Regions from separate parts of the Nomascus leucogenys genome. Here region 2 is linked to region 1. Evidence: chromatin contacts called from public Hi-C data. All regions are on one chromosome and are shown on one strand. The core of a region is the stretch at or near the end of the contact, and the rest is flanking DNA. Distances in the headings are between cores, read along the strand shown. Region 1 has its middle 33 kb from the start of CLEC2D. Region 2 has its middle 19 kb from the start of CLEC2D.

The links. A called contact is a pair of places that touch in the nucleus more often than the background predicts.
Region 2: a contact with region 1 is called in a Hi-C map of a lymphoblastoid cell line, with 6 times the contacts expected there. The contact joins two enhancer-like sites. A contact is called at or near these places in 2 of 4 Hi-C or Micro-C datasets (a lymphoblastoid cell line and an unstated tissue).

Annotation. Positions count from the first base shown.
Region 1 is chr23:23,600,066-23,605,633 of Asia_NLE_v1, reverse strand. No RefSeq gene overlaps it. Among named protein-coding and RNA genes, the nearest start is that of CLEC2D, 33 kb to the left of the region's middle. Within about 2 kb of position 3,508, the one cell type or tissue checked has an H3K27ac peak away from gene starts, as active enhancers do. A contact at or near this core is called in a lymphoblastoid cell line, where this site is marked.
Region 2 is chr23:23,652,053-23,657,620 of Asia_NLE_v1, reverse strand. It overlaps the pseudogene LOC100597987. Among named protein-coding and RNA genes, the nearest start is that of CLEC2D, 19 kb to the right of the region's middle. Within about 2 kb of position 3,355, the one cell type or tissue checked has an H3K27ac peak away from gene starts, as active enhancers do. A contact at or near this core is called in a lymphoblastoid cell line, where this site is marked.

The DNA.
Region 1 (5,568 bases), core at 2,259-4,758:
CACATTGTTGAAGCAGAGGCAATGAATTACGAAGGCAGTCCAATTAAAGTAACACTGGCAACTTGGAAAATGTCTGTAATAAAAAGGCAACCAGAACCTCAGATGATAGCTCTGCTTTGCTAGGAACCCCTAGGTAGACCTCTCGGAAGCATCCGACAGCAGTTTACCCCAAAACAATGCCCCGTGTCAGCAGGAAGCAGCTAAGACCAGTCATTGTCCATATCCTCATGGCAGTTAGATACACCTCTTCAGAGAGGGGAAATAATATGAAAGTGCTAGGAAGGGAAGAACGTGGTCCCCTTAAATGATATGGAAGAGGCGAAGAGAAGTGCTGGGTAGAGGAGGGTGTTGACCCTGGCTAGGGCTCCACACCCACGGACCTAACTGAGAACAGGCATTTCCTGCCCAAATGTTGCATTTCCCAAGACCACCCTGGCCTGCCATGCCCCTATCCTGTGCCTATAGAAACCTGAGACCCTAGCAAGGCAGACACCGAAGCAACTGGACATCAAGAGGAGCACATCAGCGGAGGAACACAGGCAGAGGAACACATAGGTGGCTGGACATTGAGAGGAACACACTGACAGGCACCAGCATGCTGATAGGCCACTGACTGACAGAACATGCGGAGTTTGGCTGGGGCAGCTGGAGGAGAGTCTGGGCAGCTGAGCAGCCTGACCGGGGGAAAACCATCTCCCTTCTGGCTCTCCCATCTGCTGGTGGCTATTTCCACTCAATAAAACCTTCCACTCATTCTCCAAGCCCATATGTGATCTGATTCTTCCGGTACACCAAGGCAAGAACCTCAGGATACAGAAAGCCCACTGTCCTTGTGATAAGGCAGGGGTCTAACTGAGTTGACTAACACAAGGCACCTAGAGCGGCTAAACTAGAAGAGCAAAACTACAAGAGCACACTGTAACACATGCCTACTGGGGCTTCAGCTGCAAACATTCACCCCTAGACATTGCTGTGGGATCTGAGCCCCACAGCCTGCCCGCCTGTAAGCTCCCCTAGAGGTTTGAGCAAGGGGGCACTGAAGAAGCCAGCCACACCCTGCAAGGAGATAAGGGAACTTTTCCCATTTCACATTCAAGCCAGAACTGTTAAGAGAAACAATGGGTAATTTTCTGGCTTATACTTATTCTGGGTTCCAGAGAAGGTTGGTGTTCTGTTTCTACCTTCAGAATTGCATTGGCTACTTAATCTAAAAGCTTTGGTCAAACAAGCTGATTGTGGAATTAACTGCTCTTCATTAAAGCTACTTAGAGCTTTTCCACTTCATATTATTAAGCTTCTGTGAAAATTTTGCTTTTGCCTGGTTTCAGAGAGCAAGTTATTAAAAAAAAAACCGCTTCTTAGTTTTCACTGTACTCAACTATCAGTAGAAATTCACATACTTGATTGCTTCCTCCTTGAAATTCTTTCTTTAAGAAAAGCCCTCTCCCCTTCGGGGGGAGGGACAGCATTGGGAGACATGCCTAATGCTAAATGACGAGTTAATGGGTGCATCAAAACAACATGGCACATGGATACATATGTAACAAACCTGCACATTGTGCACATGTACCCTAAAACCTAAAGTATAAAAAAAAAAAAAAAGAACACTTTATATTGGTAAAAAGTTTGTCTCACAAGAAAGATGGAATAATTCTAAATTTGTATGTAAATAACATGTAAAGAAAAATGTAACTTGCAAAATTATATAACTAAAAGGAAAAATTAAAATCTGTCATTAACATGTGAAAAAAAATTAAAAACATAAATAAATAAGCCCTCTCCCTACCCCAGATTATTATTCTGTTTTTTTTTTTTTGCAATTGCCCTTCTCAGCTTTCTTTTGTGGTTCGTTTTCCTTTTTCCACCCCCTAAAGCTTGGAATACCCCAGTCCTTGTACCTCTTCTTATCTGTGCTTACTTCCTACGCAATGTCTTCTGGTCTCATCTATGGGCTGCTAACAATCACATTTATTTCTCTAGACCTAGCCTCTCCCCTGACTTCCAGCCTAAAGTATCTAACTAGATTCCTGACATTCCTACAATGATAGTTAATAGGCACTTTACGCTTAACATGACTTAAGCTGAAAACCTAGTGTTTACTTCATACAAGCTTCTCCCTCAGTATTATCATTATCAAATACATCTTTCTAGTTGATTTTCATTTCATATTACCTGTCCAATACATCTAGATGAATTTGGAGTATATCCAGATATTCTCTACCTTTTGAGGCCAGTTTAAGACCAGCTTGAGTAACATAGCAAGACCCTTTAGCTTACTTTTAAGGTAAAGATCTATCTACCTTAAAAATAGCTGCCAACCCAAACTAAGCCATTTTCATTTCTCACCTGATTATTGTGATAGGCTCTTGACCAGTGTCCTTGTTTACTATCTCCTCATCCCCATAGTCTATTCTGCACACATTATTTAGAATGAATTTATAAAAATGTAAGTCTAACAATGTAAGTCTTTATGGCAAATTTTCAACTACCTATGTATGTATGTGTATATACACATATATACATATGATATATATGAATATATGTATATGTAAACATATATGTGTATACACATGTATGCACAGAAATATGTACATGCTTGCATCTATATATTCGTACATGCACTTGCATATATGTATACATATATACATATTCGTACATATATTTGCATGCATGTACATATATGTATACATACATATTCGTACATACGCTTGCATGTATGTACATATATATGTATACATATATACATATATATAATGAAATATTATTCAGCCTTAAAAAAGGAGATCCTGCCAGTTGTGATAATGTGGATGACCATGGAGGACATTGTGCTAAGTGAAATAAGGCAGACATAAAAAAAAAAAATACGTCATTATCTCACTTATATGTGGAATCCTTTAAAAAAATCTAAACACTTGAATACATAGAAACAGAATAAAATGGTGGTTACCATAATTTGGGGGGTGGTGGTATAAATGGGGAGATATAGGTCAAAGGGAACAAATTTGCCAATATACGTGATGAATAAGTTTGGAGATGGATTGTACAACCTGAGGACGACAGGTTTAATATTGTATCCTATACTGGAAATTTGCTAAGATAGTAGATTATAAGTGTTCTCACATACTTACACCAAAATGGTAACTATGTAAGATGATGAGTATGTTAATTTGCTTGACTACAGTAACCATTTCACTGTGTGTGAGCCTATACGAACATCATGTTGTACACCTTAAATATATACAATAAAAAATGTATTTTAAAATATTAAGAAAAAAGGTTGTTTTGAAAATTAGATACAATATAAAGTGCCTAGCAGGCTGGCAGATACTTGGTAGACACTGAAATCTACAAATCTATCTATAAATAAACAGTAACTTCAAAAAGCAAGCAAGCAAACAAACAAAAACAAAACTGAAACAAAAAACAAAAAATCTCTGCTGCTACTCACCCCTAGGACCAAACTAGAAGCCCAGAGTTTGGTTGGTCTTGGATTTTGGAGAACACAGGCTCTACAGCTGGCCCGCTCCTTTCCATGAGATTACCTGAAAGAAAGCAGTGTACAAGTGGGAACCTAAACAAAGGCAGGCCTATCTAAACTGCAAAAACAGGTAGCTCTCTCAGTGCCTTTGGACCTTTATCATCTCGACTCAAATAGGATTTTACAAATGTCTGTCACTCCCACGAATGCAGACTGGAGCTTATGGCAACAGCTCCTGAGTGCCTCCCAGTGGTTACCTTGGGGATTTCGGACCAGAAAATTTCGGAATGGGGCCACCTGGTACACACCATTTGACAGACAATCATTAGCTGCTATTGGGTATTAATTGAGACTGACTCAATGACTAAAGGACATAAAGTAATCATGAAATCTGAGATAACGTAATGTCTTGGGTGATGTCAGAAAAAGAGTCTAACAAGGAAGGCAGTGCTCAGAAGAGTTTGATAATAAAATGGAAATGTACACGGGAGCATGCAACCAGGGGAATGCAAGGAGGCAACCCCCATATTCACGAACAGGTGGCCTCCTTTCCCCTAGGACTGACTTTGGAAGCATCTGAGGAGCTGCTGAAACCTATTGCCATGTGGACATGTGCCCTATGAGCAACTCTCAGTCAACCAATAAAGACCTGCTTGGGTTAGGCATGGCAGCTCCAATGTGAATGGACGGTTTCCTGTTGGAAAGTTACCACACATTAAGGCCAATGGATGGAAAGACTCTGAAGAACGTTAGGAATGAATCGCCCTAATGTGCTGAATGTCATGCTATTTTTCCAGCAGTAAAGAAGTGAACAATTATAAAACTCCTATGTTTAGATTTTTATTAACTCATAGGCGGTAGCCAGTGGCCTGGCCCTATAGTCAGGTAGGTGGGCAGTGGAAAACTGGACCATTAAAGCATGTTCATAAGGGATGCCACCCTATGGAAATGACTCTGGGAATTTAGGGGTGCATGAAAGTGGGACATGTCAATGTCCATCATAACAACACTCATTCAGGTGAGGAAGGTGATTGGAAGCATCAAGTAGATCTTTTGGTGTGCAGTCTTGAGGTGGCCACTTAGATCTAGAAAATGACTGGAAAGGGTGAAGGGACTGCAGCAATTTAGAGATGGGCCAGATCTGGACATTCCTATTGCACTCTCTGAGGCAGAAAATGCCAACAAGAATTGCTCTGCTTGCCAACATGAGAGACAGAGACTTCAGGTGGCTATAGAGAAGATTCCAGGGTGTGTGTGTGTATGTGTGGGGGGTCTCCAACATAGCTGGACCAATGCCAGTAGCCCCAAGGAGCTCTCAATAATTTCCGACTGGAATAGATACTCCGGTTTGAGCTTTCATGCCAAAGTATTAAGCTTTCTTTCTTTTCTTTTCTTTCCTTTCTTTGCTTGCTTGCTTGCTTGCTTGCTTTTTGAAAAGGAGTCTCGCTCAGTTACCAGGCCGGAGTGCAGTGGCACGATCTTGGCTCTCTGCCTCCTGGGTTCAAGCAATTCTCCTGCTTCAGCCTCCTGCGAGTAGCTGAGATTACAGGCACGCACCACCACATTCTGCGAATTTTTGTATTTTTAGTAGAGACAGGGTTTCACCATGTTGGCCAGGATGGTCTCGATCTCTTGATCTCGTGATACACCTGCCTCAGCCTCCCAAAGTGCTGGGATTACAGGCATGAGCCACCGCGCCCAGCCCCAGATATTAAGCTTTCATAGTAGATGTAACTGGTAGATGCAAGTGCTTGAAATACTATTAAATGATTGTAACAAAAGATACTGTACCAATTTGAGCTGTTAAGTTACACTTCTTCAGACCACAGGACATATTTTACAGCTCGTAGCATTCAACGGTGGGCAAAGAAATACCACGTCAAATGTACACAACATGTTGTATATCATCTTCAGAGTAATAGTTTATTAGAGAACTGAAATGAGTAGTTAAAACATTTGTTGTCTAAAATCAGGGGAGATAAAGGCATGAAGTGCTGGCCTTCACACCTTCATGATTGTGTGCTCTCACTCAACATGAGGGGGCCTAAGAGAGACCCCACTGGATAGATTCCTCTGTCTTTCTGAGTGAT
Region 2 (5,568 bases), core at 2,106-4,605, 52 kb before region 1:
GGGCTTCCTGCTCGGGTCACAAGCGCCACAAGGGCCGGCAGCTTACGGGAAACGGTAGGCGGGGGATCCAGCTCCAAGCAAATCTCCCGCGGGCGCGTGGGAGGTGTGGCCAGTGCTGGGCGCAGCCTCGCCTCCCGCCCCCCGGGGCTGCGGCGGGGACGCTTCTCTGGAGGGTGTGGCGGAAACTTGAGGCTTGGAGTCCGCGGGCCCGGAAGGGGCTCCGTAGGTCGGGGCAGGGTGGGCGCGAGAGAGCCTAGAAGCCCATGTAGCCGCGAATCCCGCAGCCGAATACACCTCCCTCCGTGCCTCCCCGCCTTTTCTGCAGAGCTCCGCCCTGGAGTGAAGGAGGAGCCGTCACCTGGAGCTCCGAAAAAAGCAGAAGGCGCTTTTTATTTAGCTAGTGTGACCCCGCCAGAGCCTTCTCAGTTGGGTGAGCACCCTCTCTGACCAGTCCATGAAAAGAAAAATCTGTTCGATGCCTCCCCACATGTCACGGGACTCTGACTTGCCTTTGTCGTCAGAGTTTGCAGCCCTTTGGGGGACCTGAGAGGGGAGTGCCCCCTGGACGGGCCACGGCTGTCTGTGGTTTAAGGACTTTTGGAAGGGCGGAGAGAGGGAAACAGGGCGTCCTAGTGGCCTGCTTCAGGGCCACCCACAGGCCCTCCTCCAACCTCCCTCTGATCCAACTTGTTTTTCCAGCCTAGGTTGGAAACTTGTGGATGCTGTGACACCTCAAGAAGACTTGGCATTTTATTTGGAAGATAGGCATCTATTTGCAACTGTCCTGAGCCCCTATTTTCCTCCCACCTTTCTTGGGGAAACTTGTTTTTAAGGGGTGCCACTGTTTTTGTAATATGTTACTCCTAGCTCTTAGCATTCATGGTACTGTTGTAACCGTCCAATGGGTTTACTTTGCCTGCTAGATAGAGCCGATTTATCAAGACAGGGGGATTACAATGGAGAAAGAGTAATTCATGCAGAGCCGGCTGTGCAGGAGATGGGAGTTTTATTATTACTCAAATCGGTCTTCTCAAATCTGTCTCCCGGAGCAGTGCGTTCTAACATTCTTTAGATGTTACAAATATAACTTTTGGCTAAGTTACATTCCTATTAAGTTATATTCTTACTAAGCCCAAATGTTACGTTCTTACTAAGCCAAATTTTGTATTCTAAAGAATGTTTACAGAACCGAAACTAAATATTTGTTACCTGGCACAGTTGTGAAACTTGTTTTTTAAAATGCATCCTGTGATTAAGTTTTTCAGATCCTGAAACTGAGTTAAAATTTGATCAGTAATAATGCTTTATTTCTTTGTTCTTCTGAGAGATAATTCCTAATGTTTTTCCAACTGGAAGTCTGAAGAGTATTGTGTTCAGTGTGTACTTTGAGTGGTATGAATTTGCGGGAGTCAGCACACACTATAAGAAAGGTAGAAGAGAAATAATTGAGCAAGAGGGAGAAGTGGAACAAGATGCATGTGGGAATATTGCTGCAGGACTTTTCCTTATTTCAGCTAAAAATAAGGAAAATTTCCCACGGCCACGGAAATTCAGGCTTGCAGATGGTTTAAAGGGTGTGTAAAGCAGAGTTTTATTGGGTGAAAAAGGGAAAAAAGGGGGGAAACATGTACTCTGGTAAGGCCATAGTCCTTCCGCCAGAGCGCTTCCCACCTGATAGTTTGAATCCCAGGTTCCACAAATGAAAAAGAGGGGCCAGGCTCAGGCTTCTCCAGGCTCAGGCTTCTCCCTGCTGCAATCCTTGTGAACTTCCCAAGGCTCCACCTCAGTGGGCAGGCTAATTGGAGTTTCTCCAGGGACCCCTTCCCACTTGGCTCTCTCAGTATTAGTAGGAGGAGCTAGAGATGTAAAAAAGAAGAAGAGAAAGGAGGCACATTTAGAAGATTATTAAGAGAGGCAAATGGGAGATTTGGGAGAAGTTTTAAGGGGAGAGTTACACATTACCCTAGTAACAATGAAAAAGAATTACGGAAGTCTTAGTATTCTGAACTTTTAAGACAATTTTGCATTAGTGTAGAACCAGAAAGAATAAAGGTTGATATTTTTATATGAGCCAAAATCCAAACAATATTTACTGCTTAAGATCATCCAATCTTACCTATCTTTCCCCCTGTCTAGAATTTAAGCTGAAGCTCCCTGTTATTCCTGTAGATGTATATTAAACGGACAAAAGTTGGCAGGGACTTTTAAAGTATTATAATTTATATTCAGTAAAATTCACTCTTGGTGTAGATTTCTATGTTAAACATATATACTCATGTAACTACCATAAAAGTCAAGATATAGAACCACACCCACCCACTCGAAATTCCCTCATGTCCCTTTGTAGAATGTCTTCCTGTACCCCTAGCCCTTGGCAATCACTGATCTGTTTTCTGTTCTTGCACTTTTGCTTTTCCAGAATGTCACATCAATGGAATCTTGCCGTAGGTAAATGTAGAATCTGACTTCATTCACTTAGCAATAATGCATTTTCAAGTCATCTGTGTTATAGTATGTATCATTTGTCAAAGAAAAACAAGTCTGGACTTAGATAGGGAGAAACTTTATTCAAAAGGACTGTTGCAATAGGAATAACACTGATTTCAAAAATATGTTAGTGGGCCAGGTGCGGTGGCTTATGCCTATAATCCCAGCAATTTGGGAGGCTGAGGCGGGTGGATCACGAGGTCAGGAGATTGAGACCATCCTGGCTAACACGGTGAAACCCCGTCTCTACTAAACAAAATACAAAAAATTAGCTGGGCATGGTGGTGGGCATCTGTGGTCTCAGCTACTCCGGAGGCTGAGGCAGGAGAATGGCGTGAAACCGGGAGGTGGAAGCTTGCAGTGAGCCAAGATCACGCTCCTGCACTCCAGTGTGGGTGACAGAGACTCAGTCTAAAAAAAAAAAAAAAGTTAGTGGTGTGGGAGAGAGCAGGGGGCAAAGTCTAGGCGTTTCAACAGGAAATGGTGCAATGTGGTCTGTGGTCAGGTTAAGGCAGGATGTTTTTTGCAAGTCTGTGCTTTGAGGTGTTTAGGCAAACTTGCAGGCAAATACGTGTAGCGCCTGTGGGGAGGAGAAAAACCTGACAAAAGTTTGGCCAGCTAACACGCAGTAAGAAATTGACAATTGTGAATGTGTGATCAAGTTTTTTCTTTTATTAGGGCTGAGGAATAGTTGTTTACCTCTTCAGCAGCTGAAGCATATTTGAGTTGTTGCTAGTTTTTTGTGATAATGAATAAACCTGGTGTAAAATATTCCTTACAGGTTTTTGCGTAAACACAAGTTTTCACTTCCCTTGTTTAAATACCTAGGGATAGGATGGCTAGGGCATGTGGTGTATTTACATTTACCATAACAAACTGCTTAACTGTTTTCCAAAATGCCCATAACATTTTGCATTTCCAGTGATGATGCATGAAAATTCCAGTTGCATCCTGTCCATTCTTGCACTGCTATAAAGAAATAGCCTGAGACTGAGTAATTTGTACAGAAAAGAGATTTAATTGGCTCACCATTCCACAGGCTGGCCAGGAAGCATGATTCTGGCATCTGCTCAGCTTCTGGGGATGCCTCAGGAAACTTACAATTCATGGCAGAAGGCAAAGGGGGAGTCCATACTTCACTTGGCCAGAGCAGGAGGAAGAGAGGAAGTGAGGGAGGGCACCACACAGTTTTCAACAACCAGATCTCACGAGGACTCACTCTTATCGAGACACAGTACCAAGGGGGAAATCTGCCCCCATGATCCAGTCACCTCCCACCAGACCCCATCTCCAATGCTGGAGATTACAATTCAACATAAGATTTGGGTGGGGACACAGATCCAAACCATATCACATCCCTTCCTCACCAGCAGTTGATTGTTTCTTTTTTTGTTTTGTTTGCCTCTCTAATAACCATGTAGTAGTCACTCATGGTTTTAATTTGTATTTCTCAAATGGCTGGTTATTTCAAGCATGTTTTTATGCACTTATTTGCTATTCATATATCCTCTTTAATCAAGTATATCTCCAAATCATTGGCCCACTTTTTAATCTAGTTTTTGTTTTCTTATTGTTGAGTTTTGAGTTCTTAATGTATTCTAGATACAAGTCGCTTTTTAGAAAGATGTTTTCGTGCCTTTGCTTGTCTTTTTATTCCCTTTTCAGGGTTTTTTTCTAGCAGAGAGTTTTAATTACGTTACAATTCAATTTATCAATTTTTAAAATATTGATAATGCTTTTGGTGTTGTATGTAAGAAATTTTTGCCTAATTCAAGTTCACAAAAATGTTATTTTCCTCTTTCCTTCTAATAGTTTTAGCATTTGAGGCTTCGTATATGAGTCTAAAATTTATTTTGAGTTAATTTTCTTATAAGGTATTAGGTGTGAGTTGAGGTTCACTGTTTTGCATTAGGACACTCAACTGTTCCAGCACTACATGTTCAGAAAATATTACCCCTTACCTACCTGATTACTTTCCACATCTTTCAAATGTCAATTGACCATACATGTTTAGATTTGTTTCTGAAACCTTTTTTCTGTTCCATTGATTTATGTGTCTGTTCTTTTGTCAATATCATACTATCTTTATTTCTATTACTTTGTAAATTACGAAAGGAGGTTCCCTGATTTTCAAATTTGGCCATTTTTTTCCTTCAAAATTGTTTGGCTATTCTAGTTCTTTGCTTTTTCATATAATTTTAAAATTACCTTGCTTATTTCTCCAAATATTCATACTGCGATGTTTATCAGGATTGCACTGAATCTCTAAACCTGTTTGGGTATAATTGACATCCAGCGATATTGCATATTCCAATCTATGAATATCTTTTGTCTCTCTGTTGATTCAAGTCTTCTTTGATTTCTTTGTCCTTTTGGTTTCCAGCTTTCATCATACTGATCCTAAACATATTTTGATATATTTATTTGATATTTTTCATGTTATTATAAATGGCACTGTTTTTATATTTAAATTTCCACTTCATAATTATGAATATATGGAAATATAAGTGATTTTTATATATGAACATAGCTAATCCTGTAGCTTTACCAAATTCATTTATTCTCATAGCCATTTGGTAGATTCCTTAGAATTTTACATGCAGACAACTATGTTGTCCGTGAATAGCAATGCTTTTATTTCTTTCCAATCTGTATGACATTTATTTCTTTTCTCTTGCCTTTTTGCCCCTAATAGGACACCCAGTAAAATGTTAAATTGGATTGGTGAGAGAGATCAGACATCCTTGCCTTGTTCTATGTCACTGGGGGAAAGCATTTATTCTTTCATTGTTAAGTTTGGCGCTAGTTGTAGTTTTTCTGTAGATGCCTTTATCAGGTTGAAGAAGGTTCTTCAATTTCTAATTTGTTGAGTCTTACTTTCGTGGATGAATATTAAGCTTTTCACATCCTCTTGCTGTATTTATTCAGATGCTCATATGTTGTCCCTTGTCTCATTCTGTCAATATGGCGAATTACATTGATTTATTTTCTGCTTCCCTTGTTGCTTCTAACCAGCTGCTTTACTATGGGGCTAAATCTGGATTGTGTATGTTTCTTTTTCATCCCAATTTCTACTCTTTT